2 separate regions of the Rattus norvegicus genome follow, and region 1 is linked to region 2. A link is a contact called in public Hi-C data. All regions are on one chromosome and are shown on one strand. Each heading gives the region's core, a stretch centred on a gene start, on an enhancer-like site or on the middle of the called end of the contact. The rest is flanking DNA. Distances are from core to core; before and after follow the strand shown. Region 1 holds the start of Irx5 (iroquois homeobox 5). Region 2 has its middle 53 kb from the start of Irx6.

Region 1 (6,347 bases), core at 2,129-4,628, 360 kb before region 2:
TGAAGAGCCAGCTCCATGCCAGATCTTGGCAGCACAATCGTGGGTCTTATTTTAAAGCTCTATGTTTTAAGAGCTAGGCATAACTGGATCCTTGCAGACATGACAAACCAATAAACCCTTGGCAAGTTTTTAAGTGAAGCTTAACAAGCCTACATTAAAAACAACCAGAGTAACCTATCCGTAGTACAACGTTTAGAAATATACGAATGCAGCAGTAAGGGAAATAACGTCTTAGCGACTTTGCTTGAGGGAATATAGGTCCTACCTCTGCTGGTGTATAAAGATCCTCAGCGACAAGAGACCCCCCAACTACAGCTAACAAAGTGAGCAACTTCCCAAATGGAAAAGTTCATTGAACAGAAAGGAGAAATGAGTGTGTGAGGGTGGGGGCGGGGAGTGGACTGTGGATCCTCCCCTAGTATCAAGATAAAAAGTTAAAACCTTGTGTTTACCAACAAGAATGTGTTTACCAAGAGAGAATATACAAGCTTTCTTCTAAACAGGGAGAGAGGACGCCAGATGCTATCTGAATTCTGTCTGCCTGCTAATGATCAGCTTTAGCCTTTCCTAACTTATTAAAAACGATTCTGTATCAGACATAGGCGGCCAAGGCCAGCAGAGCGGCAGAGCCATCAGTGTGCAAATAAAGCAGAAAATAGAGACATCCTTAAGAAATGAGCCTTAAATTTGATGTAAAGCGGAGGTGACAACCACCGAAACAAAAACATAAATTCTAAATGTTTCCATGTCTTGCGGGGTTCTTTCTTGTCCTTCACACCAAAAAGAAGAGAGTAGAAAAATATAGAGTGGGGAGTAAGATGGGGAGGGGGAGACAGAAACAACCAAGCCGCCCAAGTGGCAGGATTATGTAATGAGGATGTCCGCGTGACAGACTTGGGCTCTCGGTGGCACAAACCTCCTTGGCTCGCTTTCAGAAGTCTTCGTCCTGGACCAGAGCCGAGACACTGATGTCCGGGACACGCGTGGGCCAGGGAGACACGCCCACGCGCGCCTGCTCGCACGCAGACCGCCCGACCCGGCTGCGTCCACGCCATCCGCTTGGTGCGCGGCTCTGCGCGGGCCGCGGACGCTCCCTCGTGGCAGGCCGCGCCGACCGTTAGTCCGGCTGAGCGGGCGGAGCCGGGGGGCGGTACGGCCGCGGGAGGCGGGGACCCGCGCGTCGGGGCGGGGACGCTCCCTGTAGAACTCCGGCCTGCCCCGAACCCCGAATGGTTAGCCGGAGAGGCAGCCTCAGGCTGCTTCACGCTCCCCGGGGCTCCGGCTCCGCAACCCTGTCAGCCTAGCTCACAGCCCGCCGCCTCAGCGGCGGACCGCTTCTGGTCTCCATGACAATACGCAGACGAAGACCCTCCCAGCCACGCCCCCTCGACGCTAGCACTCTGAGGGAAGCGGACTACGTCATCCAGAGGTGGGGCTAATGGATACCGACGCCCAATCAGAGGTGAAGCTGTGTCCGGGGAGGGCGGGATGGGCCTAGAGGTTCTTGGAGAATGTAGTCCGCGGGGGTCCAACCTCTTGGGGGCGGAACCTGTAGCCTGAGTGCTAAGTAAGGGGGCAGCCTGCGCGCGTGCGTAAAAGCGCGCCGCGGTGAGGGTCCCTGTGCAGTCAGTGGGGGGGCGGGGGGGGGAGGGGCACGGCCCTAGCTAATCAAACTGTTTGCGGGCCAGAGAGAATCATTGCAGGAAAATTTGTATATAGTTACGCTCCGGCCTGAGCGTGGCGAGGTTGTGAAAGGCCACAAAATGTTTGGTGTGTGCACTCTGCGGCCGTCCGTCCTGGTTCACCAGCGCCCCTGTCTGTCCCATAGCTTCAGTGCGTCTGTAATTTGCGGCGGCGGGAGGTGGAGACCAGGGGCGAGGGTCTGTTTTGCCTTCTCACTGTGTGGCCGTGGGAGGTTGCGCGCGGGGGGGGGGGGCGCGTTCCGAGAACTCTGCCTGTGACTCTGTGATGTGTATTCGCCTGGCCAGCGCCTCGCTAAACAAACAGCGGTTGGGTTGGACACTGTTCTGCCCAGTGTTTGCAGTGGAACTGGGGCGAAGGCGAGAGAGGGGGAAGGCGATTTAGTGGAACAAAAGGGACGAGATCCCACACCCTCCGGCCCCAAAGATCTGACAGGGCGAGGTGCCCGTGGCCAGCCATGAGAAGCAGGCAACGCTACGTGGGATGGCAATGGGGCCGGGGGCTTCTGGGGGACCTATTCGAGTAGAACAGCGTCTCCGTCGGGCATTCTTGCCCACTGCTTTCCTCTCTCCAGAGAAAAGCCACAACCCCCGCCAGAGACCCCAGAGTCTCCTCTCTCGCCTCCTCTAGGCTGGTGGATGGAAGGCCCGGCTTGGGTCCTTCAGCTTAGGCCTGGCTCTTGCCCACCTGCTGCAGCGGCTGGCGCAGAAAGGCGGTCACCCCGGCTTCGCTGTGCCCCGGGAGGCGGCATCCATCGACTCTCCCTGGGACCTGAATTCCAGGTCTCCAGCTCAACCTAGAGACCTCCGGCAGGAGGGAGAAGAACCACCTCCCAGCCCAGTTTTCTGGAGAACAAGACGTCCACCAACTTCGCTATTCTCACTGGCGAGGAGGGCACAGAGCGTTCTCCCGAGCGCAGCCCTCCGCATCTTTCCCTTTGTGTTGCCGAGCGGCCCAAGCCACGACCAGGGCCAGTGGTGCGTCGAGATTGCCGCTCCGCCCAGAGTTAGAAAGAGGAGAAGAAAGTTGGAAGCGATCGGCGTGCTTGGGCTGTGATTGTCATCCTGGGGCCGGCGCTCGAGAGTCTGAGAGAGAAGGAGAGGAAGAGTCGGGGAGGGAGGAGGGGGAGGCCGGGCAGAGGAGGAGAGGGGGGTGGCGGTGGAGAGGCGGGCGCTAGGGAGGGGCGAGGGGAGCGCCAGTGAGCGGGAGAGGAGCCGGGGAGGAACAGGGAGAGGGCGAGACGCGCCTGGCGGCCGGGTTGGCTGCCGCCGGCCAGAGGCTCCTGCCAGTCCCCCCACCGACTACACCCCGGGAAGGAGGAGCTTCGCGCGCGCACAAGGCGTCAGAATCCTCAATTTCCAACTTAGCATCTTGGCAGGACCTTTGCAAAGCCAAAAGCAGAGCCCCCCGGTGCAAAGAGCGAGGGAGGGGGGGTGGGGGGAGAGAAAGCCTAGCCCGGGCAAGCGGGGCGCGCAGAGGAGCGGGCGCGGCGGTCGCAGCCGGAGGCGCGCGGGAAGCCAACCAGGAGGCGCCGCGGGCCGGAGCCCGGGAGCCGAGACTCGAAGAGCTGCGGCCCGGGGCAGCCAGAGGCCAGGTGCCCACTCGCTCGCCCTCTCAGGGCGCCGCCCGGCTCGTTGGCCGCCGCGGCGCGGCGCGCCCCATGCCCGTGTGTGGCCATGTCCTACCCGCAGGGCTACTTGTACCAGCCGTCCGCCTCGCTGGCGCTCTACTCGTGCCCCGCATACAGCACCAGCGTCATTTCGGGGCCCCGCACGGATGAGCTCGGCCGCTCTTCTTCGGGCTCCGCATTCTCGCCCTACGCTGGCTCCACTGCCTTCACGGCTCCCTCGCCGGGCTACAACTCGCACCTCCAGTACGGTGCCGATCCCGCGGCTGCGGCCGCCGCCGCCTTCTCGTACGTGGTGAGTGTGAGCTGGGTCCGAGGCGGGCTGGCAAGCGGGCAGTCGGGGCCAGGCCTGCAGAGCCCGGCTGCGGTGGACACGGGCCTAGGCGCCACCTCACCCGCCAAGCTTTGCGGCCCTTGCAAACTTGAGCGATTGTCTTGTTCGGCTTTACTCGAGCCGCGGGCTCCGGAATCACTCTAGCGAAAGCCGCGTCTTGCTGGGATCGCCGAGCTGAAGGGAAAGGTTTGGGGCGCGGGGGAGGGGGGATTGGTCTTTGCTATGAAGAACAACATTTGCCCCAGAGCTCTGGGACAGACCGCAAATTTCTTCTTCTTCCTCTTTCTTTCTTTTGGTTTTGCCATGTTGGAAAAGTAGTTCAAAAGAAGCAGACCCGAATTCTGAACAGTAGCAGCATGCTAAATCTATGTAAATGTGTTTGGCCCCGCCTTTAATTAATCCCCCAAAATGTTGCAAATCCGTAATCCTATCTTCGCAATCCGATTTGAAAGTATTAAATTTCTGAAACGTCCAGCGAGGTGCGGTGTATCCGGGTTTTTACGGCAGGGTGTGCTTTCTGGAAAAGCGCAACGGCTTCGGTTAGGGATAGCATTTTTGAACCGTCGGTGTGCAGGCTACTGAGGCTCAGCTTGTCTGTAGGGTTTCTTTGAAGATTAAAGAAAGAGCCTTTACTTCCCTTGCTGTACCCCTTGAGCCCAACATGCGGCCACTCTGGAGCAGAGCTCTGAGTCGCTGCTGAGGCTGCTCAGGCCTCTAAGAGAACCGTGGGCCCTTCCGTAGAGGCCAGATCTGAGACCTGGGCACCGAGGTTCCCCAGCAGACAGTGGCCTCCAAGGTGGTGTGTTAAGTTCTGAACAGCCTCTGGGGTCCCCAAGGGCCAGATTTAGAAATTGGGGGTCTTGCTGCCTTCGGAGGAGGGGGAAGGTGGTCTTGTGTTTTAACTAGCTAGCTCTGTCTGCCTCAGGGGAAGCTGGAGTGCGGGCCGCGCTGGCACGCAGAACCAGGGACAGAGGGCAAGTGGGTTTCAGCCTTTTAGGTGGCCATGTAGCCCATACCCTCACTCACCTAATCTCTGCCTGTCCCCCACAGGGCTCTCCCTATGACCACACTCCCGGTATGGCGGGTTCCTTGGGATATCACCCTTACGCCGCACCTCTGGGCTCCTATCCTTATGGGGATCCCGCGTACCGGAAGAACGCCACTCGGGACGCCACTGCCACTCTCAAGGCCTGGCTCAATGAGCACCGAAAGAACCCGTATCCCACTAAGGGCGAGAAGATCATGCTGGCCATCATCACCAAAATGACCCTCACCCAGGTGTCCACCTGGTTCGCCAACGCGCGCCGGCGCCTCAAGAAAGAGAACAAGATGACGTGGACGCCACGGAACCGCAGCGAGGACGAGGAGGAGGAGGAGAACATTGATCTGGAAAAGAACGACGAGGACGAGCCACAGAAGCCCGAGGACAAGGGCGACCTCGAGGGCCCCGAAGCAGGTTGGTGGATGCGGGAAAGGGTGTGTTGAGAGGGACTCGAAAGGCAAAGGGGGCCTGGAGGGGGCGCGCACGGGTCCCTGCCTCTGCTGGCAGGAACCCGGGCCGGGCCGCGTGGCCTCCACTCCTCTGACAGCCTGGGTTTTGCCCACAGGAGGAACAGAGCAGAAGGCGGCTGCGGGCTGCGAACGGCTGCAGGGGCCGCTCAGCCCCGCCGGCAAGGAAACTGAAGGCAGCCTCAGCGACTCGGATTTTAAAGAGTCGCCCTCCGAAGGCCGCCACGATGACCTGCCCAGGCCCCCGCGTGCAGGCGAGCCCTCCCCGGCTGGGCCCGCAACTGCGCGTCTGGCGGAGGATGCGGGTCCTCACTACCCTGCGGGTGCGCCGGCGCCCGGCCCGCACCCATCAGCCGGAGAGTTGCCCCCCGGCTCGGGCGGATCCTCGGTCATCCACTCACCACCGCCACCTCCGCCACCGCCTCCGGCCGTGCTAGCCAAGCCCAAACTGTGGTCTCTGGCAGAGATAGCCACATCCTCGGACAAGGTCAAGGACGGGGGCGGAGGGAGCGAGGGCTCTCCGTGCCCACCGTGCCCCGGGCCCATAGGCGGGCAAACCCTTGGAGGCAGCCGCGCTTCTCCTGCTCCGGCGCCCGCACGCTCACCCTCGGCGCAGTGTCCCTTTCCTGGCGGGACCGTGCTGTCCCGGCCTCTCTACTACACGGCGCCCTTCTATCCGGGCTACACGAACTATGGCTCCTTCGGACATCTTCACGGCCACCCAGGGCCAGGGCCAGGCCCTACAGCGGGTCCTGGCTCTCATTTCAATGGATTAAACCAGACGGTGTTGAATCGTGCGGACGTTTTGGCTAAAGACCCGAAAATGTTGCGGAGCCAGTCTCAGCTAGACCTGTGCAAAGACTCCCCCTATGAATTGAAGAAAGGTATGTCCGACATTTAACTCTGGTGCGGTAACCCCGGACTTTCCTAATTTATTAAAACCATGGCCTTGGCAGTTATTTTTCCATCATCAAGAGAGAGAGAGAGAGAGAGAGAGAGAGAGAGAGAGAAAGAAAAAAACCTACCCCTCTTATTCAGAAGTTTATAGTTTATGGAGATGGATGGCATAAAAATGTATACATCTCCACACTCGAAAAAAATTGTTTTAGCCAACTGAAAAGAAAAAAAAAAACTTAAGAGGATTTGTATTAAATCTTATTCTGTATATTTAATGTA
Region 2 (6,910 bases), core at 2,904-5,403:
GTGATGTCATCAAATCAGTGTCACTGAGAGAATTAATTCATTATGGTGGAATTAAGTTAAATCCTCTATGATACACCATTAGGCACCCATACGAACTTGCTCTTGTCAACCCCGGGGTGAGGCACATTCAAATACAGAAATAAAAAACGAGTTCCAGACCTCAGACCTCATAGACCATTAGGTGGCTTTCAAAGTCAAAGTTATTTGACTCTTAAAATTAGTTTTCAATCTCACGGCGTTTAGCAACTCAAGATACCTTGAATGTCACAGAAGACAGCTGCCTTGTGGTATAGTTTACTAAATAATCCTTTTGTATTTTTATATGTTTTAAAAATGTATTACTCAGTCCTTATAATAGTCAAAGTAAACACCAGAAGAGTTTCACATCTAATCCCCCAGCTATGCTAGAACCACGTTGCTACAGTTGGAAGTCACTTAGTATAGCCTATCAGGCTGTATAACTCTGAATATGCATATTTTCTTAGATAGTTATCAGATGGTATAGAAGCTAGCCGAAGATATAATATAGATTTTAAGCTTTTCTTAAGCTGGAATGAACAACTAAATGTTTCTGTTTAACTGATACAGTGATGGACTGGGTGTTGAGTATGTCATACGCTTTATAAATTGTAGAATAGTAATAATTGCACTCAATTTATATATAAGTGGAAAGGCTTTTTAACTGGACAAAAAGGGGGAAATGCTGTGGTTTGCCCTGAAGTTATCTGTATTTTGATGCTAATTCCACTGTCCCAAGGACAGCTGCCTAGTCTTGTACTCAGGACTCAGGTGACTTCACCAGAACCTTCTCCCCACTGAATTTGTAAAGTACAGGTGAGGGGCAGGTACAGGATAGAAGGAGGCCTGTCATTGGATGAGAAGGAAGGATGGGCGGGACAGAAGTTGAAGGAAGAGGAGGAGACTAGAACAGAAAGGAGGAGACAGGAGAGAGAAAGGAGGCAGAGAAGCCGTGACAGGACAATATGGCGGGTGACATTAAGATTCTACACTGTACCTTTATGGGTTGTTACAAATGTTCTTAAGGGACGGATGGTACCGGGCTTTGTATGTTTAAGTGGGTAATTATATCTTATCAATTGAATCTAAAAGAGAGAGAGAGAGAAAGAGAGAGAGAGAGAGAGAGAGAGAGAGAGAGAGATTTTCAGAATAATTCTAACCCCTAAATTTACTGTATAATCAAAGAATATATCTTTTACCCGGGGAACCACAGGGAGATAAACAAGTGGACTCCTGCAGGGTTTTAGAGCCTTTACTACAGGCTGGCTCTGTTTCTCTCACCAAATTTGTGCTGAATCCAGTGAATCCTGTGCCACGGCCCACATACTTAACCCAAGATAATGATTGCCTGTGAGGCAGGCTGAGTTTCTTAGGGGCAAGATTATAAAGGTTTTCAGTATGAAAAGTTGCATGTTAATGGAGCTAAAAAAAAATAATAAAGGTTACCGCTTCAAAAATTAGGTCATTTCATCCTGGCAAAAGGACATGCAGTCTTAGAAGAGACGTAAGGAGGGGGAAAAAAATCACAGTTCTTATTCAGGGCACCTTGTGTGTGACAAATGGCTGTTAAATGACAAATGGAAATTTCCTGTACTTGGTGATATGACTCGACAATTGGCCTGGTACACTTCCTATGGTAGTTGGCTATCAGGGATGGGGGAGGGGAGTTGGGGCTATCAAGCTCCGTGTTTAATGGTCGGTCCCACTCTCTGCGTGTCTGCAAAGATCGTGGGCTGCTTATTACCCAGGCTGTCACATCACGTCTGGGAAGATTTGTTGTTCTCACTTTTCAAACAAAGAAATTTTACTTTTACAGGTCAGCTCCTGTTATAGCCCGCATTAGCCTCAAATCCTTGAAATAATAAAAGGAATTCAAAAACCTAGCCAATGACTTACTTGCTTTATACAACATTGATAGGACAGTCCTGAGAGTGACAAAGAAATTTTGACCGTACCTTCCTTCTATCTTTATAATGGGATATGGCCACGATCAGGAAGAGCGTGTATTTGTGTTTTATTCATTTAAAACGCACGGCTGCTCTCCTCCTCAATAGGTTTGAGGTAGCTGGCAAAAGGAAAACAAGCAAGCAGGCAAACAAAAACCGTAAGTGTCAAGACTGCTACAGACAGGAAAACTTAAAAAAAAAAAAAGGAAAAGAGGGAGGGGGGACAACAAGGGGGGGAATGAAGGGAGGGACAGAGGGAGGGACTTACGGAGGGAGGGATATTATTCCCTCAGGGAAACCACAGCTCCCATCAATGAACATTACATGAATTCAGATGTCAAATTTTCTGTTCCAGAAAGACTCAGGGCAGAAGATGCCGTTGGCAACCCCAGAAAGCTTACCAGTGTTGGGCTTTGGGATGGCAGCCACCTCCACTGGTTGATGTGCCTGCTGTTGGATTCATTAAGTGGATGTTTTCTTGTCACTCCAGGTTTACGCAAAGACTAGACACACTGTAACGGGCAGTGATGTGTAGTATTACACCCCGTACTCCCAAAAGCCTCGTCATCGGCGGGATTCAGTTGATTTCTATTTAAAATACACAAAAACCATGTTTGTTTTCCCTCTAAGCAGCTTCCTTGCTAAGTGCTCTCTACCGGAAGGGACAGAGGAAGGTGGGTCACACTTTCTTCAGCCCCCTTCTCTCTACAGGAGAGACGAGTGTGGGGTCCCTCAGTTTGAGTGGATGTTCAGCCGGGTTTTTTTTTTGTTGTTGTTGTTGTTGTTGTTGTTGTTGTTGTTGTTGTTGTTGTTCCTAACAGGTAGTTTTACAGCAACAGTTTAATAACTTCAGTAGCAACACCCTGGGGTGCCCCCATTTCAGCAGAAGAATATGCAAACACTATGTGGGCTTTCCAGCTTGGAAAAAAGAGGGGGAGGGGGCAACTGTCTTTCCTTCTCTGCAATTCACCTCACTCCTAAGTGTCCACCTGTGTTCAGGGCACCAAGTCACACTTCCCTGGCGTGCACGAAGGACAAGGTGTCTGCTTCCCCTTCCAATTGCTTGGCCTTCAATCAGCGTCACCATAAATGTGATCTATGAATGTTAAATCCAAATATTTTATTGGTGCAGATAAATATGATTTGTAAAAAGAGTCAAATTAACAATCCATTACATACTAATGGGCTCTAATCAATAAGTTTAATTTGACTAAAAGGAGAGGGGCGGAGGAGAAAAGAGACTCGATTACACCCAAATGGTGCAATTTGAAATTAGAAAGGTGAATGACTTCTATAACTTTTGAGCTGTATTCTGGCTGGGGTTTTAGACCTAAGGTTTGAGCCATATTCAAAGTGGCCTGTATATACATCAGGTTATTTTTTCCTAGAAAACATATTGCTTTAAATATAAAAAGTGTGAAGTCATAAAAATGCAAGTTCCCTAGTCATATTTGCCTTGGCTTATTTTGGTAAGAAATAAAACAATAAAACATAAGAGGAATAAACTTTACATCCAGATTCTTTTTTGTTCAGATTCTTTTTTTTTTTTTTTTCCGGAGCTGGGGACCGAACCCAGGGCCTTGCTAGGAACGCGCTCTACCACTGAGCTAAATCCCCAAACCCCTCTTGTTCAGATTCTTAACCTTCTTCTCTTCCTTCCCCAGCGCCTGGACTGCCTTCTAGCTTCTGATTCTATGTTTTCCTGGTGCACCCAGTCATAGCCAATGCCTAACACCCACATGCGCCTCCATGGTTCTCCAATTTGCCTTTTCTACTTGACAATCTAATTTATTTGTTTCAACTGTGTTCTGATAGTCCATCACAGGACCTGATTCCGAAGTTCTACCCTTTTCTGTCTCCTCCCCTGGTAGAATGAGTCAGTCACGTTATTGTTACTCTTCTGGAACCAATTGGGAAAAAGTGTTCCGGTCTCTGAAGCAAACGGCCACAGCTTCCCCTGTAGGAAAGGTCTGCTCCTCTGCCACAGGGCTCAGCCACAGAAAGTATCCCTCTGTGTGAGCTGCCTTTACATCTCACAGCACAGCATAGCTCGAGCTGGCAAGAGCTGCAGCGCATAGCCCATGGCCTCCTTGGGCTCTCCTTTTCCTTCTCGCAGCCTACAGAAACAGACGGCTTGCTGGGGCTTCTGCCTTTCCAGACACGGTGCCTGCCGTATCCTGGTGTCAGCCTGCTCCCTAGCGTCGTGGACTGGGTCTAGCACTTGACGGAAGCTGCAGCCGCAGCAACACTGACCAACCCAGGCTGTTGCACCTCTTTCTGCGGAGCAGGAAGCAGCTCCCAGCGCGAGCTCCAGCCGGCTCTCAGACATAAGAGGAATAAAGCCCCGGAGGACTATCTCACCCTCTCTGGGTGGCAAGGAAATCTCAATTATACACCCAAGGGATGTGGTTTATGAAAAACTAGAAAGAATGTCTCAATTGTATACGTAAATTGTTTTGTTTTACAAGCTGGGGTAAATCAGCACATTTGCAGTCCTTATTTATCTGATCCACTCCATAAGTCTCCTTTTGAACGGGTGCCATTGATGTGGGGTGGGTGCCTATGCAAAACACAACCGGCGGGGCCTAAATTCAATTAGGGCATTAGGAGGGAAAATGGAAATTTGGCTTTGGGGTTAGGCATGACTGCTGAGAACTTCTCGGAGTTGGAATCGTTCTTCTTCGGCTGTAACTAAAGATTAAAATCGAAGGGTAAAAGTCTCCCGGGGATGCCGTGGAGTAGCCAGAACCCAGATTTGAGTGAGGCCTTTAAAGACGAAGATGGGAAATGAAATGCACTCCTTTGACACGAGATGCTCTCTAACACACACACACACACACACACACACACACACACACACACACTAAAAATAAAAACAAAAACCTCTGTGTAACCCCCAACATACTGAACATTTTACTGAACTGGGATTGTCTATGCTTTCCCTTCCCATGCTCCTGTTAAAAAAAAAAAAGGAAAAAAAAAGATAAAAAGATATGATTCTGTGAACTTAAACTATACATTGGGGGAAAAAAACCACTCCGAAAAAGCAATATTTAAAAACAGAGTGTTTTATCTTTATCCAACTCTTAGCTGAAGAATACAGCCCCAGGGATTTGGGTGATTAAAAAAAAGGGGGGTGTGTTTAAATTGCATATATAAACTCTTTTGTTTTACGAGCTGGAGCAAATCACGGACAGGTTGTGGTGATCAGAAAAGTTTGAGTTGGTGCGGGAGCCCAGGCAGGAGTAATCTCCTGGCTTTGAGGCTTTGAGGGTGGGCTGTTGAACTCTAATCGCTGATAAGAGCCGTCTAGTGGCCGAGCCACTCCACTCGGTATCGATAAGGCATTTACTCTTAGAAAGCCCCTCACTCTTGCCAGCACTTACGGAGAGATAATTAATAGTCCCCTGAGTTATAGATTCCGAGCCAAAGGTAACAGTACATAATGGAAGCCAAGGTCACCCAAATACAGAAGCTTCTGCAACAAAAGGGATTAGTGGTGCAATTACCATCCTGTTGGGAAGATCTTGTAAGTTTTCATCATTTTAATTCTTAAATCTTCCTCTTGCCACTGGAGTTCCAATTCTCTGATTTATGACGGGAAATAAAAGCTCTCCTGAACCATACAAAAGGCTTCTCTTTGGGTCGTTCCAGATGGCTTCTAGGAAGCCAAAAGATAGAGAAAGGAGAAAGACAAACCTGTGGCCAGCAGCCCTTCAAAGCCCCCTCCCCCACTAGCCTGCCAAGCCTTCTCTTGAATGCCCTTGGGCAGTATCATGTATATCAAAATATACTCATGTTCCACACTGCCTATAATTTTTTTGGCTGTTAAAAATACAATATCTCTAGTTTTGTATGTAACAATATTATTTATTTTTAGTTGTTGCTATTCTTTCCTGCCTTTGGGGCTGATGGCTTCCTGCCCTGACTTGGCACCCTAGGTCTTGTGGAATTTGAAGGGCCTTGAAAAGTTTCAGTGTCTTGCGTTTGTGTTGCCAATGGAGACCGGCAAAGTCCGCAGTTTGCTGAGCTGCTGCACCTCCTCCAGCTGAACACAGGAGCATAGTTCCAAGCACAATTGTTGAGGGCCTAAATTTGTTCCTGCTGGGCAAAGCTCTCCTTTCCTGTCATTAAAACACACACGTGCATACACACACACACACACACACACACACACACACACACACACACACACACACGAAATACTCAAGTACATGCTGAAAAGAGTTTTTTGCTTTGTTTTAAGTAAAGCACTCGGGTCTAAAGAGTGTAATAAGTTTAATAGGATATCCTTCGGGGAGCGAGCGAATCGGAAGCCGCACCCGATACTTGGGTGAGCCGTAAGGGCGGTGACAGCCAGCATCATTCAACACCTCCTGAAATGGCTGCCAACTAACAGCCCTCCTTTTGATGATCAGATGGGCTGCCTGTCTCCCCGCTCGGGACAAAAGAGCAAGCAGACACAATCATCTTTTGAGAAGGATGGCATCGCCATTGTCTGCATAGCAGGACTGTAATTAAGCACCAGAAATAGGTCAGCTGAGAAGGGACAAAGAGAAAGGAAGGCCAGGATGGTGAGCGGCAAAGATAGTGACTGACCTGAGTCCCCGCACAAATGAGGTCATCCTGGGAAAGGGTGCAGCTGGACAGAGAACACAGGAAGCAGGCCTTGGCGGCCCAAGTGAGGGATTTAGTGTCCAGACTCCAGATCGTGGCTTCCTCTTCCAGGAAGATCTCAGGGTTGCCTCTGGAGAGAATTAGTCACTCATCAAATAGTTCCTTAGCACTTGTGAGAGGGTTTGAGCATGAAGCTCAAACAGCCACTGGAAGCAGCCGTGTATATATTCTTGAGGGCCTTGCTTTCTTGACCTTTCAATTCCTGCCCCAACTTAAAATACACACCAGTAGTAATAACATGCACTTCATCAGTGTGCGTGGGACTGAGC

Evidence for each region. Hi-C and Micro-C count contacts between places; a contact is called where the count stands out from the background.
Region 1: a Hi-C map of Schwann cells shows a contact between it and region 2, with 7 times the contacts expected there. The contact joins the promoter of Irx5 here to the enhancer-like site in region 2. A contact is called at or near these places in 3 of 12 Hi-C or Micro-C datasets (Schwann cells, frontal cortex and mammary epithelial cells) and 1 of 1 datasets of contacts at active chromatin or transcription factors (oligodendrocytes).

The regions. Positions count from the first base shown.
Region 1 is chr19:30,811,861-30,818,207 of GRCr8, reverse strand. It overlaps Irx5 (iroquois homeobox 5), which reads left to right and starts at 3,378. Exons shown (of 3, transcript NM_001030044.1): 1 at 3,378-3,623; 2 at 4,713-5,118; 3 at 5,270-6,072. The coding sequence starts at 3,378. The coding sequence ends at 6,072. Crnde (colorectal neoplasia differentially expressed) reads right to left here and starts at 1,348. Exons shown (of 3, transcript NR_132649.1): 1 at 917-1,348.
Region 2 is chr19:30,452,899-30,459,808 of GRCr8, reverse strand. No RefSeq gene overlaps it. Among named protein-coding and RNA genes, the nearest start is that of Irx6, 53 kb to the left of the region's middle. Within about 2 kb of position 4,153, at least 40 of the 93 cell types and tissues checked have an H3K27ac peak or open chromatin away from gene starts, as enhancers often do.